2 separate regions of the Rattus norvegicus genome follow, and region 2 is linked to region 1. Evidence: chromatin contacts called from public Hi-C data. All regions are on one chromosome and are shown on one strand. Each heading gives the region's core, a stretch centred on a gene start, on an enhancer-like site or on the middle of the called end of the contact. The rest is flanking DNA. Distances are from core to core; before and after follow the strand shown.

Region 1 (7,426 bases), core at 1,524-4,023:
GCTGTGGCAGCCTGCGTGCCCCTGCGGGACAGTCAGGTTGTTGGAGGCTGGCTTAAGATACATCACCTCTGACCGGGGCGAGCTGAGGGGCAGGCGGGTTTGGTAGTCGAAGTACATAGGGGAGGTGGCCAGGGAGGGACTGCTCACCACGTTCATGACGTTCATGGCGTTCCTCTCTTCCACCTCGCTCTGCACCAGCATGATATCGTTTTTGTTGATTTTCTTCTTCTTGCCCTTCCCCCCGCCTAGTTGTGGGTGGCTGTACTCGGCGATGCGGCAGTTGTAAGTGCGAATCTCCTTGTTTTCCCGTTTACATTTGACAGCGATGGTGATCATGGCCGCTAGGAGGATGATCGAAATCGTGCTTAGTGTCACTATGAGAGGCAGCGACATGTCCCAGTGATGCTGCTCACCATTCACTCGCGGTACCCCTTCAGGCAGGGAACCACTCACGGAGCGAATGATAAGTTTGGCCACGGCGGACAGGGTGGGCTTGCCATGATCGGTCACCTTCACCACAAGCTCCACCACCGGGGTCACATCCTCCCAGAAGGGGTGCAGCGTGCGGATCTCGCCGCTGGACGGATCGATCTCAAACAGGTGGTCATCATTGCCATCCACAATCTCATAGGTGAGGCGCCCGCTCTCTCCAAAGTCGCTGTCCAGGGCTCGAACTGTGCTTACCAGGTACCCCAGGCCAGCATTGCGCGGGACCTGCAGTTCAGCGGTGTCGTTCTGTAGAGTGGGAAGCACAATCACTGGAGCGTTGTCATTCACGTCTAACACTGTCACCCTCACCGTGGCGTTGCTCTCCAAATGCGCGGGCGCCCCCGAGTCCTTAGCCAGCACCTTGAATTCAAAAGCCTTCGTCTGTTCATAGTTAAAGGAGCGCAGGGCATATATGGCCCCGTTAGTGGGGTTCACGGACACATAGGTGTAGATGGACACGTCACCGATGTGTGAGGGGAGAATGGAGTATGACACTGTCCCATTTTGGCCTAGGTCGGGATCCTGGGCGAGCACTGACCCGAGGTATTCTCCTGGAATATTGTTCTCATGTACTTGGAGCACGTACAGTCCTTTGGTGAAACGAGGCGGGTTGTCATTCTCATCCAGAATCTTGACAGCGAAGGACTTGGTGGAGTTGAGTGGAGGGGAGCCGCCGTCCCGGGCCACTATTGTCACATTGTACTCGTCTTGTGTCTCACGGTCCAGCGGACGGTCAGTCACCACGGTGTAGAAGTTGTCATAGTTTTCTTCCAGCTTGAAGGGGACGGAACCAGGACCTCCCAGGCCACCTCCACCCCCAGTCCCTCCTCCACCTAGAACTCGACACTGAAGCTGCCCATTCTTGCCTGAGTCTCGGTCAGTGACCCGAACTAGGGCGATGACTGTGCCAGGCGGGGCGGCCTCACTCAGCGCCCCCTGGCGCACGGAGACGAAACCAATGGACGGCGCGTTATCGTTGCGGTCGATGAGCTTGACTGTGACCTTGCAATGGGCTGGAATTGGGTTAGGTCCTAGGTCTCTGGCCTGCACGTCGATCTCTAACATGCCGTTCTCCTCATAGTCCAGGTTGCCCTTAACGCGGATCAGGCCAGTTTTAGGATCGATGGAGAAGAGCTCCCGCACGCGGTCAGGCACATAGCTACTAAAGGAGTAGAGGACTTCTCCGTTGGGTCCTTCATCAGCATCGGTGGCGTTCAGATCAATGACCACCGTACCCAGTGGAGCGTTCTCGGGCAGTTCCACCAAGTACGATGGAGCCTCGAAGACTGGACTGTTGTCATTGGAATCGATCACCTTCACATTGATCTGCACCGTAGCGGAGCGTGGAGGCTCCCCGCCATCCAGGGCTGTCAGCACCAGAGTGTGGTGGTTCTGCAGCTCGCGGTCCAACGCCTTTTGGATGACTAGCTCTGGGAACTTGGTGCCGTCGCCGCGGGACTTGACGTCCAGTGCAAAGAGGCCATGATCATCGCGGGTGAGCAGATAGGTGCGGAGCCCGTTCTCGCCAGCGTCTGGGTCGTGAGCGCTCGTAAGGGGGAAGCGGGTGCCGGGTGCCGCGTTCTCGGAGATGTCCATTTCTATCTGATCTGAGGGAAAAGAGGGAGCGTTGTCGTTGATGTCCTGGATCTCTACCTTGATCATGCAAATCTCCTTGTCGTTAGCGAACACCTCTAGGGAGAGCTGGCACTTGGCATTGTGGCGGCATAAGGACTCACGGTCGATTCGCTGTTTGGTGTAGAGGAGCCCGCTGTCAGCATCCACGTCCAGCAGATGTGGTGCGGAGTTCTCCAGCACCCGGTAGCTGCCGGACTTGCTCCTCCCGCTGCCGCTGCCGCGCTCAGCGGGCGGAAGCCCGGGCTGCAGTCGGGCATCCTTGCCGATGTTGCCTATCACCGTGCCGGCCCCTTGCTCCTCTGGTACTGAATAGTTGAGGTTTTTGAGTGTCAGGGCAGGGGCCCACAAAAGAAAGCAGCAACAGATGGAAAGGTACATCCCAGACCGTTGGGGTGGGAACCGGAGCAGCCGGACTGGAGGTGCTAGCTGGTGGGTGCGCGCCAGTCTGGAACCGGGGCGGAGCGTAAGAGCTCGGAGCGAGCCACAAGTCTGCGAGTCCTTCCTTCCCTCCGCACCCGGGCTGCGGCACCAGGCAGTCTCTCCTTATTCCGCTCAAGTTGCCCGAACCTGTTGATCTACAGCATTCGCACAGAGAGAGATGAAGCCGCGCTGCGAAGCTGCAGCAGCTCCGAGCAAAGGCGGCGACTCCCTGCGGCTGAGGGCAAGCCCAAGGCTTTGTCTCTCCCGCCTGGACTTCAGGAGGTTCAAACTTGCGTGATGAGGCTGGCGATAAAAAGGAAATCGAGTCTGGAAGAGATGATAATGAGCCGAAGGATTGGTGGGTTTTCCTCACTCCCGCTAGGCGCTGCAAAATCCACTCCCTCAGGCAGCCTACAGAATACTCTTCAAATCGAGTGGGGGAGGGCTTCGGGAGGTGTGTCTCCAGGCAGATCAGAAAGTGGAATCCTTTAGTTACTGGTATTCGGTGACGAGATTGATGGGAATGAGTAGGGACGAAGAAAGAGTCACAGATACATATGTATATTTGAGGCTGCCCTGGCTCACAGAGAAATGTCTGCTCGTTGTGCAGGATGGTCGGCTTTTAGGCACTGTATTGCTGCATTTAAAGATCTAATCTTGCATTGCTGGCTTAGGCAGCGGCGGCGGCAGCGGACTGCATCTGCGAGCCAAGTATTTTTTTTTTTCCTCTTCTTTTTCTCTCTTCTTTCCGAGCAGCCAGAGGGAGGGGAGGAAATGCAGCGGAAAAAAAAAAGTGTCCCGATTTGTAGTTTCCTCCCCCTTACCAAGCTCCTCCTTCTCCTCCTCGGAGAAGGTTCTCCCCCAAAATCAAGAAAGCCACAGCCTGATCAGCATTTGCGCCGAGAGCCTGTTGGGAGGAGAAAATAGAGAGATATATCTCCGCGTCTGTTCGTAGAACACTCTGGTGTCTCTACGCCAAGCCCGGAGCCGCCACTACCATCCCATCCTCTTCCTGCAAGCAGAGACTCTTCTGCCTGCAGTTTAATTCCAGTTTGCTTCTCTCGCCAGGCGAAAGGAAATCAACAGGCAACTCATGGTTAGACGTGCAGATTTGAAGGGGGAGGGGGGGGCAGACGAGAAAGGAGGAGGGAGCTACCCTCCCAGTCCTAGCACACACACACACTCGCCCTGTCTCTCGCTAGGAGGGAAACAGTCTCTGCATTCACAGGGCTGGGCTGTCAAGTGGCTCTCTTTTCTTTCTATTCAGCACCTCCTTCCAGTGGCCCAGCCTCCCAGTCCTTTTCATCTAGAAAAGAAAACCTTGGCGAGGAAAAAGAGTGGTGGATATTTGAAGAGAATACAGTGTAGGCTTCCCCCCTTATTATTAGTAGTAGTATTTTAAATTGGAGGAGTAGGGTGGCTGGAATACATCAAGGCTTGGCGTGATGCATTCTGCAGTCTGGCTCTCACGGTCTCTGGTCGACTTGGAGAAGGCAGAGGGTGAAGAGCTGCAGCCACCGCGGTTCTGCCAGGGCACCCACCAGGGGAAACTACCTCCACCTCCAAGGGGAGGTTAGGCATGGGTTGATCTACACATTATTTCCGCTTCTCCAGGCGCCTCGGTATACGGGAATGACACATCCAGAAATGCAGGTGTTCTGATCTGCGGGATGAGTCAGAAGCAGAGGAACGAATCGTATTCACTCTCTCCTCACGGTCCTTCGTTCACAGACATTAGTTGAGGCTTCTTCTTAAGGCTTTCTCTGACTCACTCAATAGGAAAAACAAAAAAACAAAAAGCAAACAAACAAACAAAAAAAAACCCCACAAATTCACGTCGAGGGGTGGAGGGGGGAGGAGAAAATGAGAAAAAGAGCGTGGGGGGAGGAAGGCAAAGCTGAATCCAGGAGCACTTTTACTCTACCTCTTTCGGCCGGAGTCCGAGGCTCTGCAAAACAAGGCGTCTGCTTTGCTTACGAATATTTATTTGTTTTTGAAAACCTTTCCACTTGGTTAGGCGTGAGATGCCCCCAAATCTCTCAGTCTTAGGGGTAGGGGCACGTTTCCAGTAATGATCACAGCTTAGCCCAGGATCATAGTTCAAGATTTTCCTCCCAATGGTCTCTGTTCACAAAGTCCAGCATCGGTGTGCATAGCTAATAGTCTGTTGTGGAGCTTTATTTTTTTTTAATTCCTCCTTTTTTTTTTCCTGTCACGAGTGGTCTCTTTCAGTCTGGTACGGTGGTGCCTTTCAGGATCACCCCAAAGCCTGAGAAAGACGTGCAGGTTTCAAACCGAATAAATCCATCTCCGCCAGCCAAGACGCGGAGGAAATGGAAGGTGAAAATTCAATTCAACAGTTGGAGTAGCGTTTCCGAGCTGCCCTCCTCCGCTGCGGCAGCCGCCGGGCTCGCAGTCCGGATTCTCTCCCCAGCGTCTCTTGCTGACTGACTCTATTCACCTCACGCCGCCGCTTAAACATTGATACTGATTCTCTGCCAGCCAATCGGCGTGGGGAGCCAGACCCTGCCTTCTCGGCCCACGCCCAATGGGAGGCGGAGAAACGGTAGGCGGGGGCGGGGCCAGCAGCTCCGGAGCTTTAGAGTCATTGACTAGCTGAGTCCGACCGGAGAGCATCTAGGCCCGCAGAGCCCGCGCTAAGTCTCCGCGGCGGCGCCCCTGGCTGAGCCACTAGTCGCCCCGGTCCTTAGCTACAGGGAAGAAGCAATACGGCAGTCTTCCTTTAGAAAGAGAAAAGTTTGACAGTGATTTGATTTCATGTGGGGATCGGATGTAAAGCCAGGCATGGGGATCCCGGCAGACTTTGCAGAGGGAAGTAGCTGCGGTCTTCCTGATGTGTTCTTGTCCACACACCAACACCGGTCGTCAGCTTACACACACAAACACTGGGCCAAGGGAGTTGCGGATTTTCTGACTCCTCGTGCACTCATCTGAAGGAGGTGCGGAGTGGATGCGTGAGCGCGCATGCGTGCGCGTGCCCGAGAGAGAGAGAGAGAGAGAGAGAGAGAGAGAGAGAGAGAGAGAGAGAGAGAATGTGTGTGTGTGTGTGTGTGTGTGTGTGTGCGTTTTCTCACGGTGTGATGTATATTTCAGTGAATGCCAGTAAAGTCCAGTGTTGGAGAGCTGTCTGTGCTAGCTAGCTCTGGAACAAACACGCCGCAAGCAACAGTAATCAATATGTAACTTTCCTCATCCTCAGAGAAATCCCCGCTGTCCCCAGGCACCCATGCAAGGAAAGTCACTTGATTATGAAAGTGTTTCAGAAGAAAAGCAGACGCGGGTGGAGAGAGAGGCAGTGTCTCGAAGGAGGGAACAAGGCTCTCTTAAGACATGTTTTGCAGCTCCCTGAAACCGAAATCTGGTTGAACAGTATTTAGAATTCTACCTTTTAACCATTTCCTGTCACAGCCCACATTCAAGGTAATCCAATATCCCTTAAGACCCATTAGCTTTGGTGTCTAGTTCAGCTCTGTTCATCTGACAAGTTCCAAATAGCAATTTGATAATTTTTGTTCAAATCAAATAACATTGATAATATTTATAAATCTCCAATGCATAGAAGCTGAACTTAGGCAAGAACTTATACCAGGAGGAGATCATATATTCAAAGATGCCTGTTTAAATATAATTTCTCCCTCTCCCCACCCCTCCCCTCTCTCTCTTCTCTCCCCTACCCCCACCCCTTCTAAATTTCTCATCTCCAGCTACTTTAGAATCTCAAAGCTTGCTTTTGCCTGAACTGCTTTCCCAAACATCCACAAGTCAGGACCAGTTTTGCTTCCGATTTAGCAGTTCTGGAAAAGAGTTAAGGGAGACAAAGGAAAACAATCGGTTGAAATAGAGAAGGTGAGTATTTTGATTGCTACGGTATTGATTGTAATTCATAAATACTGAAGTTAAGTTGCCATTTATGAATTGTGAATGACTAATACAAAAATATGTAACATGAATCATTCAGAATTTCAAAGGAAATCAAATCCAGAGCAATTACAAGAAAGCTCTGAATATTGTTTTGGAGACAATTGCTTAAACATTCAGATAAAGGAGCTATTAATTTCCCAGAGCCTCGAGGAGATAACCTATAGTCTGATTTTGCAGTCTGGTCTCATTCCAAACTTACCACTCCCTTGCGAGACCAACAGCTCAAAAATTCAAAGAGAAGACCTTTTTAGTCAGACCTTCAAATTCCAAAATGTTCCTTTCTTGTCTTTTCTAAATATGGTGTTTAGCATACATGTTTGTACTCAACAGAGGACTCAGCCTTGCTAAAATAAAAGCTGCTGTGCTAGGTTGTCTTTAACCACAAAGCCATGTATAGCCCTAGCTTTCTGTCTCTCTAGTTAGAAATATTGGTTCAACACATGGACTTTGGAAGTTGAGGCTTGTAGTCTTTATAACAAGAAGCTGCCTTGAGGAATAGTGATCACGCATTCACACGTTCATGTATCAATCTTTATGTTTTTATTTCTCTCTCACCCTGCCTCAGTTCTAAGGATAAACACCAGCACATTGCAAAGCCAAACAAGAGCTGTAGCTCTTAGATGTAGCTTCAGAAACATTGTGAATTACCTTCTAAAAACGGCCATTTTAAAGTCATTTTAATTGTATAGTAATGGGAAGTCTTTGACTTTCAGCACGATACAAAAACAAAACAATAAAACAATTCCAAGGAAGGCTGGGGTGTATTGATTACACTTAATTCAACACAGTGCTATGCAGTTGAAGAAAGATTGGAAACACAATGCCTAGGAAAGGACTTGATGACTTCCCCCTCCCCAGAGCAATTATGCCACACCGCCCCCTAGTGTTTGCTGAAAGAGCTGTGTGTATATGGGGAATGTTTTAGGGCATCTGCCAAGAA
Region 2 (7,426 bases), core at 2,768-5,267, 240 kb before region 1:
CAATATTGTACTCACATGAACAAGTACACTGAAACATACACATATGCATACATAAGGAAATAAAAAGAAAATATATTTTAAGTTTTTGTCATGACCTAATATATTTTCAGAATTCAGAAATATATGCATAATCAAACTTGGAAATAATTTAATTATGTTAATTTAAAAAATACTCAGGAAATATGTGAACTCAGTTATATCATAACCTCTAATGTTCTGAAATAAATAAAACATGTGAAAAATTAATGTGTCCCCTAGATTATGTTCTTCTTATGATATATTTGAAAATCGTCACCAATAAAAGAAAAATTCAGATGTTTGAGAAAGAGGTCTTGTTCTTTTCTTGGCTCCCTAAACACTGTAATTTCCTGTTTCTCATTTTGCAGCTAAGCCCTTTCCTTATAAACACACTTCATTGGATTCTTTATCTCCTGAGTGAAGGTTCTTACCGTTTCAAATTGCGGAAACTCTGTAAATTGGCTTATGTAAAGGAAGGAATTTACAGAATCATGTAATTAACAAGCAAACCCAACCAAATATCTCTGATGTTATTTTCCATTTTTCCTACAAATAGAAAAGAATAGGAAATGAATTCAAACACAAAGCAGAAGGTGAACTGGTCGGTTGGAACCTTCTGTTTAAAGCAGCCTTGCTGTATGTAGTCTCACCAACTTTGCCATCGTTAATGTTGGTATTTTTAATAATTTAGGAAGAAGTTTCTGAATAATTTGGGGGAAAAAAGGCAGTTGTAAGTAAAGTATATGATAAATTTGGACTTAGTTACACTTTAGTAGCCAGGGTTTGTAAAAATATTAATCAACTTATAAGGAAAAATTATTTGGGTTCATTCAGTACTAGATCTACAATGTTTAAGCTCAGGTACCAAACAGGTTAAAAACAAACTGAGTAACTGAGATAGTAGTTCAAAAATTGTTGTGTAGTATAGTTGTTATGTCAATGTGAAATGAGTTTTTCTACCTAGCCAGCATACAGCCTTAACAATGTTTAAGGCACATTCACTGCCCACTTTCATTCAGTTCTGGCTGGTGACTTTACAAAGGGAAGCCTTGTAACATAATCATCTTGCATAACTGACAGTTGTTACCTATTACATGGCAACTCCTTGAGGTCCTTCCTCCAACACTGAGCAAGTGCCTTTGCTCCCTTCTGTTTATAAGTATGTTGTTTGTTGGTTTGTGTGCTATAACTAGGATCATGCTATATTGCTTGTTGTGATATTTGCTTACTTTACTTATCATAATGCCTTCAAAGGTGCGGCTGCCTTTCCTTTATGGCAGGACTTCCTTTGTTTTAAAGAGAGAATGTTCTATTTTACATACATATAAAAAATTTGTTTACCTCTCAAGCGATATCTCCCTTCCTGGTTACCCTTCTACAACCTCCCCATTCCTCCACCCTTTTCCCCCTCCCCTTTGCCTCTATGAGGGTGCTTCCCCACCCATCCACCCACTCCTGCTCCACCACTTCAGTATCTCCCTCCACCCCCTCACTCCACAGGACGAAGGGCCTCCCATCCTATTGATGTCAGACAAGGCTATCCTCTGTTCCCTATGTATTTGGAGCCATGGGTCTCTCCATGTACACTCCTTGGTTGGTGGTTTAGTCCCTGGAAGCCCTGGGTGGTCTGGCCAGCCAACATTGTTCTTTAAGAAGGAAATATAATTGACGTATTGACAAACCGGTAAAAGAATTCTTCATGTAATACTTTTCTACTTAGAAACTATCCTCAGTGACAGCAGAAAGCTCACTATAACAATGACATAGTTAGGAAAGACCAGTCTATAAGTCAAGGGAGACTGCAGAAAGCACAGGGAGGAAGGACGATGTCTTGGGACCCATAAACATATATGTATGCACACACACACACACACACACACACACACACACACACACATGCACACGCACACGCACACACACACACTGACAGAAATAATTGGGTGAGAAAAGGGCTAATTTTGGCTCATTGATTCGTACTTTTATATCTGGTGGCAATGCAAGCAGAAAGGTGTGCCTTTGTGAAGTGCGATGTGCAATAATGGCGGTTCCCACATAGTTGATTGAAAAGCAGAGACTATAAGCTGGAAGAAGGGCCAGCTATAAATTTCAAAGCTTATCCCTTTGCCTAGCCAGACCTCATTTTATAAATATTTGATAGACTTCAGAATAACAGCAAAACCAGGGAGCTACTGTTCTAGGTCAATCTAGAAGTGGGAAACGATTGGGATCGTGGCCATAACATTCTAGTTCAGTGGTTCTCAAAATTCCTAATACATTTTTGCATGCTGCAGTCACTGTTGATGGTAAAAAATATTTTTGTTGCTATTTTATAAGTGTAATTTTGCTAGGTTTTAGTCTTAACATAAATATCTGTTTTCTGATGGTCTTAGGTGATCCCTGAGAAAAGCTTATTCGATTTCCCCAAAAGAGTCGCGACCCACAGGTTGAGAAGGTTTGTTTTAGTTTAAGTTGTACTACTCATCCATAAATTAGCCCGTCAGTTCCTACATTAGGCTCTAGATTCCCACCTGCATTGCCAAAAATGCAATAGTATGTTCATTATGATTTCCCCCACCTACTGCTGTTTACTTTTAACTCTGACCTTACTTTTCTATGATTAGCCGTCTCTGTTTTAAGAAGGGTGTTATTATTATATCATGCATGTGGTATGTGTAAGAGGAGTGTCAGGTCAGCGCTTGGTATGCATGTGCAACAAATCAGAGAACAACTTTCAAGTCAGGTCTTTTCTTCAACTTTTACCTGGGCTCAACCTGCGTTTCCTCATTTCCTGCAGGTTGTCAAGATCGACAGCAAGCAGCTTTTATCCACTAAGTCATTCTGCTGGACTTGTATTTAGCCTTCTTCTATAAAACATTTTAACTCTCTATTTATAGAAAAGCAGAGTTAGTGAGGTATGCCTTAAGTCCTGACGTAAGTCTAACTGTGCCTGTCTTTGGTGAGGGCTTGGAGTAGGAAATTCATTAGAAATGCTTTCTTCCTTCACTTCCTGGTATGATCTTTATCAACACTCCCTCCATATGCACAGGGAAGTCTTTCAATATCTTCTGCTCCAGGGAAGCCTCTGTCTGCCAGGAACAACTCTGGACTCAGCAGCTGGCAAGACGACTTTTTGGCTGCACACAGTGACAGGCCAACTGGTCCTGGATGCATGTCTTTCTGTGTGCATCATCACCCCCAAACACTTATGAACTGCCAGTTTGCTCAACCTCAGCAAACACTGAGAGACAGGCCAGCTAGAACTTCCATATTCTGGTTGCAAGGTCAGTACCAACCATAATTTAGTCAGACACTGCATGCTCATTTGAAAAGATGAGCTAAATGCCGAAAATAGTTTTACTATGATTTAGCAAGCACCAAGAATATATAATCGCAGGGATATCAGTAATGTTTAATACTTAGAATTGTCACAAGGAAGTTTATTTCTAAGTAGAAAATCATTATTAACTATATTCTGCTCTGCTTTTTTTCAAACCACCCTAAGTATATTCTGCTCTCCATTTCTCAATGAATAATCAAAATAAAGCTTGAAATTTGAACGAAATAAGATGAAGCTGTCCAAGAAAATGGAATAAGAAAAATGACTGGAACAGAGAAAGAAAAGCAATGTTTATGGGAATATATAAAAGAAAATATTGAAGACAAAAATGAAGAGGGTGGTATTAAAGGGAGGACTTGATAAAGGTGAAAAGTCAAGGAAATTAGTGCATTGACAGAGGAAAGAAAATGATACATGGTTTAGAATTGAATGTATCCCTGAAAATGTATGTTTCCCTACTGGACTGTCTGAGGACAACTTGAAAGGGTCATCATTTGGTTTTGTGAAAATTCCTCCATAATGATTTTCCATATTAATAAGTCACAAGGTTTTCTTTATGAAAAGCTTCGCTTATAATAAGAACCAGTTGTGCAACGCTGTAACAGTTAAGCATAATGTACCAGGAACATTCTCAGCGAGCTATTGTTTAACAGAGAATCACTTCATAGACTTCATGGGGATCCTTGCCTCAGCTAAGTATCGGTTGAATAGTGGAGCTCTTAACTCCACAGTGAGGGATGCCAAATGTGATTCAACTGTTTTCTCCGCAATACTTCCAGTGTCTCACTAGCTGCATAAATAGTTCTTTGTAGACAACTCAAAGTACACTATTTATGTCACATAATTGACCTCTTCACTGACATAATTCATTTTCATCATTAAAAATATTGCACAGTACTACTTTTCTTTTATGATTCTTTTCATATTTATACAGAAATAACATTTCTGATCCATGTGGATTTAACTCAGGAACAAATACAATATTAAGCTATATAATCTACAATCACACTTCTTACTTTTTTCTTATTTTTTCTCAATAGATATTTTAAAGATTCCAAGGATTGTATGTAAACAGATTTTAAGCACAGAAGAAAAAGTTCCTCAAATTTAAAGACTACTGTTCATCACACATTGGTTTTCATTATACAGAGATTTTCTTCTGTCTGAGAGACCTCACTAGGTAAAGATATATTTATTGAATATAAGTTTGCTTAGGTTTCAGATTCCTGAACAACAGTATGCTGTGCTTTTTCTTGAAATTATTCAGTAAATTTTCTTTCATTTTTTAGCATAGGTTTTAACATGAAAAGTTAATCATTATCACTGAATTTGGCAATAGAACAATAGACCCAGAACTTGAGGACTCTATATGAGGAAGAAAGGGAACACCTTTCTGGGAATGCTGGCAGGCTGGTGATCTGAGGTGTCATTCCCAAAAGCCCAATCTTCTTTTTTATGGACCGAAATTGCTAAGCAAAGCAATATATCTGGTGGTATTGAACTCAGCAGGGCATAAATAGACTGGAGGAAGGACGGAAAGGAGAGAAGTGATGTTATCACATTTTAATCAAAAATGAAAAGTAAAACAATAAAGTAGTGCACATCCTAAATAAGTATACTGAAAAGGAAAAGGATGAGGAAGAGGAGGAGGAAGAGGAAGAAAGCGAAGGAGAAGAAAAGGAAGAAGAAAAAAGAGAAGAAAAAGGAGAAATAGCAGCAGTAACAACAGCTTTAAGATCAGATGAAGTTTAAGCTTCTGAGTTATCCCAACTTGGATGTTGCTTTTGATGTAGATCTAGCATCATTCACTAGACTTTTACAAACTCTCATTGTCGTGGTTTGAGTATGCTTGGCCTAGAGAGTGGCACTATTTGGAGGTGTGGCCTTGTTGGAATAGGTGTGCCACTGTGGGTGTGGGGTTTAAGACCCTCATCCTAGCTGCCTGGAAGTCAGTACTCTCCTAGCAGTCTTCAGATGAAGACCTAGAACTCCCAGCTCCTCCTGCACCATGACTGCCAGGATGCTGTCATGTTCCCATGTTGATGATAATGATTGAACCTCTGAACCTATGAACCATCCCCAATCAAGTGTTGTCCTTATAAAAGTTGCTGTGATCATAGTATCTGTTCACAGCAGTAAAACCCTAAGATGCTCATGGAGAAAAAAACATCGTATTCTTTGCAATATTTATGTACTGAGAAAAGATTCACCAACATTTCTTGGTTTTCAGACCTCTGTACTCTGGACAAGAAAGATAAACCATTATGTTTTAATTTTAGTTTTTATTTATTTTAATTTAAAGTTTACTATGAATTTTGAAGGTCAGCATTCCTATCCTATAGCTGTTTTTCCTTAATCTGCATCATAATCAGCTAGTTAGTAACCGCATAAAAATCACCTGGCTAGTTACTTTTTATGACAAAATACATTATAACGTGGGTAATTTCTGTTAGTATAAATATATTGCCATACTTTAACAGCAAAATGTTCTTTTTGGTCAGAGTTAACATATTTTATAGGACTGTGAATGGTTACACTGACCACCAGCCGGAAGTGGGGTAGTAAATGTGTACAAAGAAGACAACTGGAAGATACTTTCTGTTCAATCACTAGTTGGAATTTTTAAAATGATTTCCTGTGTAAGAGGCAAAAGAATAAACTATATTTTTATGTAAGCAAATTAAATTGAATTAAAAAATATTTGAAATCAGAGCCTAAGGCGAGGATACAAGAATGCAATTAATTAATCAAATACTCTTTGGAACAGAAGAATAAATGAACAGTATAAATTTAGGGAGATGATAAGTGTTATTTTTTGGTCACCAAGGAAACAGAAGGGATGTTAGATCCCCCACTGTAGATAACAACATAGGACAAATTTATTAAATGACTTATATTGAAGCTTTTAAAAAGGCCTCAATGAAACATGATATTTTGGCTACTGACATACATTTGGCAATACCTGTCTCTTGGAAGACAGCTTCTTCCACTAACATGGGGATTGAGGAAGGATAGGTATATGCTCCTTGATTATCTTCCTGATTTTTGCATCCCTATCTGAGGATAACTATACTCCCTATCAGTCATGAATTTTATTACAAAATGCTTAGTGAGCTCAGCATTTAATTGGAGTTTCAGAATTCTAAACAACGAGTTGAAACATGTTTCTAACCCTAACCACTCTCTGCTTCATGGCTATAAGAAGATTACATTTTTAAAATGCCCTCAGAGACTATTAGGGCTTCATATGTAAGTAGCATATATGCATATGTGTATGCATATGTGGATAGTGTATTCTGTGTAGTTTTCTGCAGAATACTATGTTTGTTACTTATCGGCTATATACACTATAATCTGATACATACAATATTTTTATACATTACCATTTGCTATTTGTTTTAATTCCATGGTCACCAAGATTCTTTTCGTTGGACTTCCTAGGATTACCAATAAGACAATATATCTAAATCCAATGTCTTAACTGAGACTTCTTGAATAAAAACTAAAAATAAAACAGCACATCAAGATCAATAGGAATTATATAATTCTCAACCTATTTCAATTTTGAAATTTAAAATTTTCCCTACCTATTCATCTATCTCTCTGTATGTGTGTGTATGTATATATATAATTTCAATCATCAGTTCATCATTTATTATTATCTACCTCATACATAATCTTTGCAATAGTGCTAGATATATTCAATATAACATTCCATGTCATAACTTTTAGGCAACCTAAAATCTGCACACTGCAATTCAGTCTCCTTAGTTACAAATTTGTTTATTCACCACCAAACATTTCTGTCCATTATGTCTGTGAGAGCCCAGTCTCACACACTCACCTTGTCAATCTGTTTCTTGAGACTAGCCTTGGTGCCGTGTGGTGTATGAACACTCATTCAATAGAAGACACGACTCATTTCAATATAAACATTTTAATGATAGAACCCTACACAGACATTCGTTTCAGTATATAAGAATTTGGAATATTTGCTTAAAGATGAGTGATAACTGGAAGCTACTGTATTGCCTACAGGTTTTATTTAGTTCTTGGGACAAAGGAGCTCAA

The links. A called contact is a pair of places that touch in the nucleus more often than the background predicts.
Region 2: a contact with region 1 is called in a Hi-C map of Schwann cells, with 6 times the contacts expected there. The contact joins the enhancer-like site here to the promoter of Pcdh17 in region 1. A contact is called at or near these places in 2 of 12 Hi-C or Micro-C datasets (Schwann cells and mammary epithelial cells).

Annotation. Positions count from the first base shown.
Region 1 is chr15:66,628,489-66,635,914 of GRCr8, reverse strand. It overlaps Pcdh17 (protocadherin 17), which reads right to left and starts at 2,773. Exons shown (of 6, transcript NM_001107279.1): 1 at 2,640-2,773; 2 at 1-2,569. The coding sequence starts at 2,502.
Region 2 is chr15:66,871,557-66,878,982 of GRCr8, reverse strand. No RefSeq gene overlaps it. Among named protein-coding and RNA genes, the nearest start is that of Pcdh17, 240 kb to the right of the region's middle. Within about 2 kb of position 4,017, at least 4 of the 93 cell types and tissues checked have an H3K27ac peak or open chromatin away from gene starts, as enhancers often do. A contact at or near this core is called in Schwann cells, where this site is marked.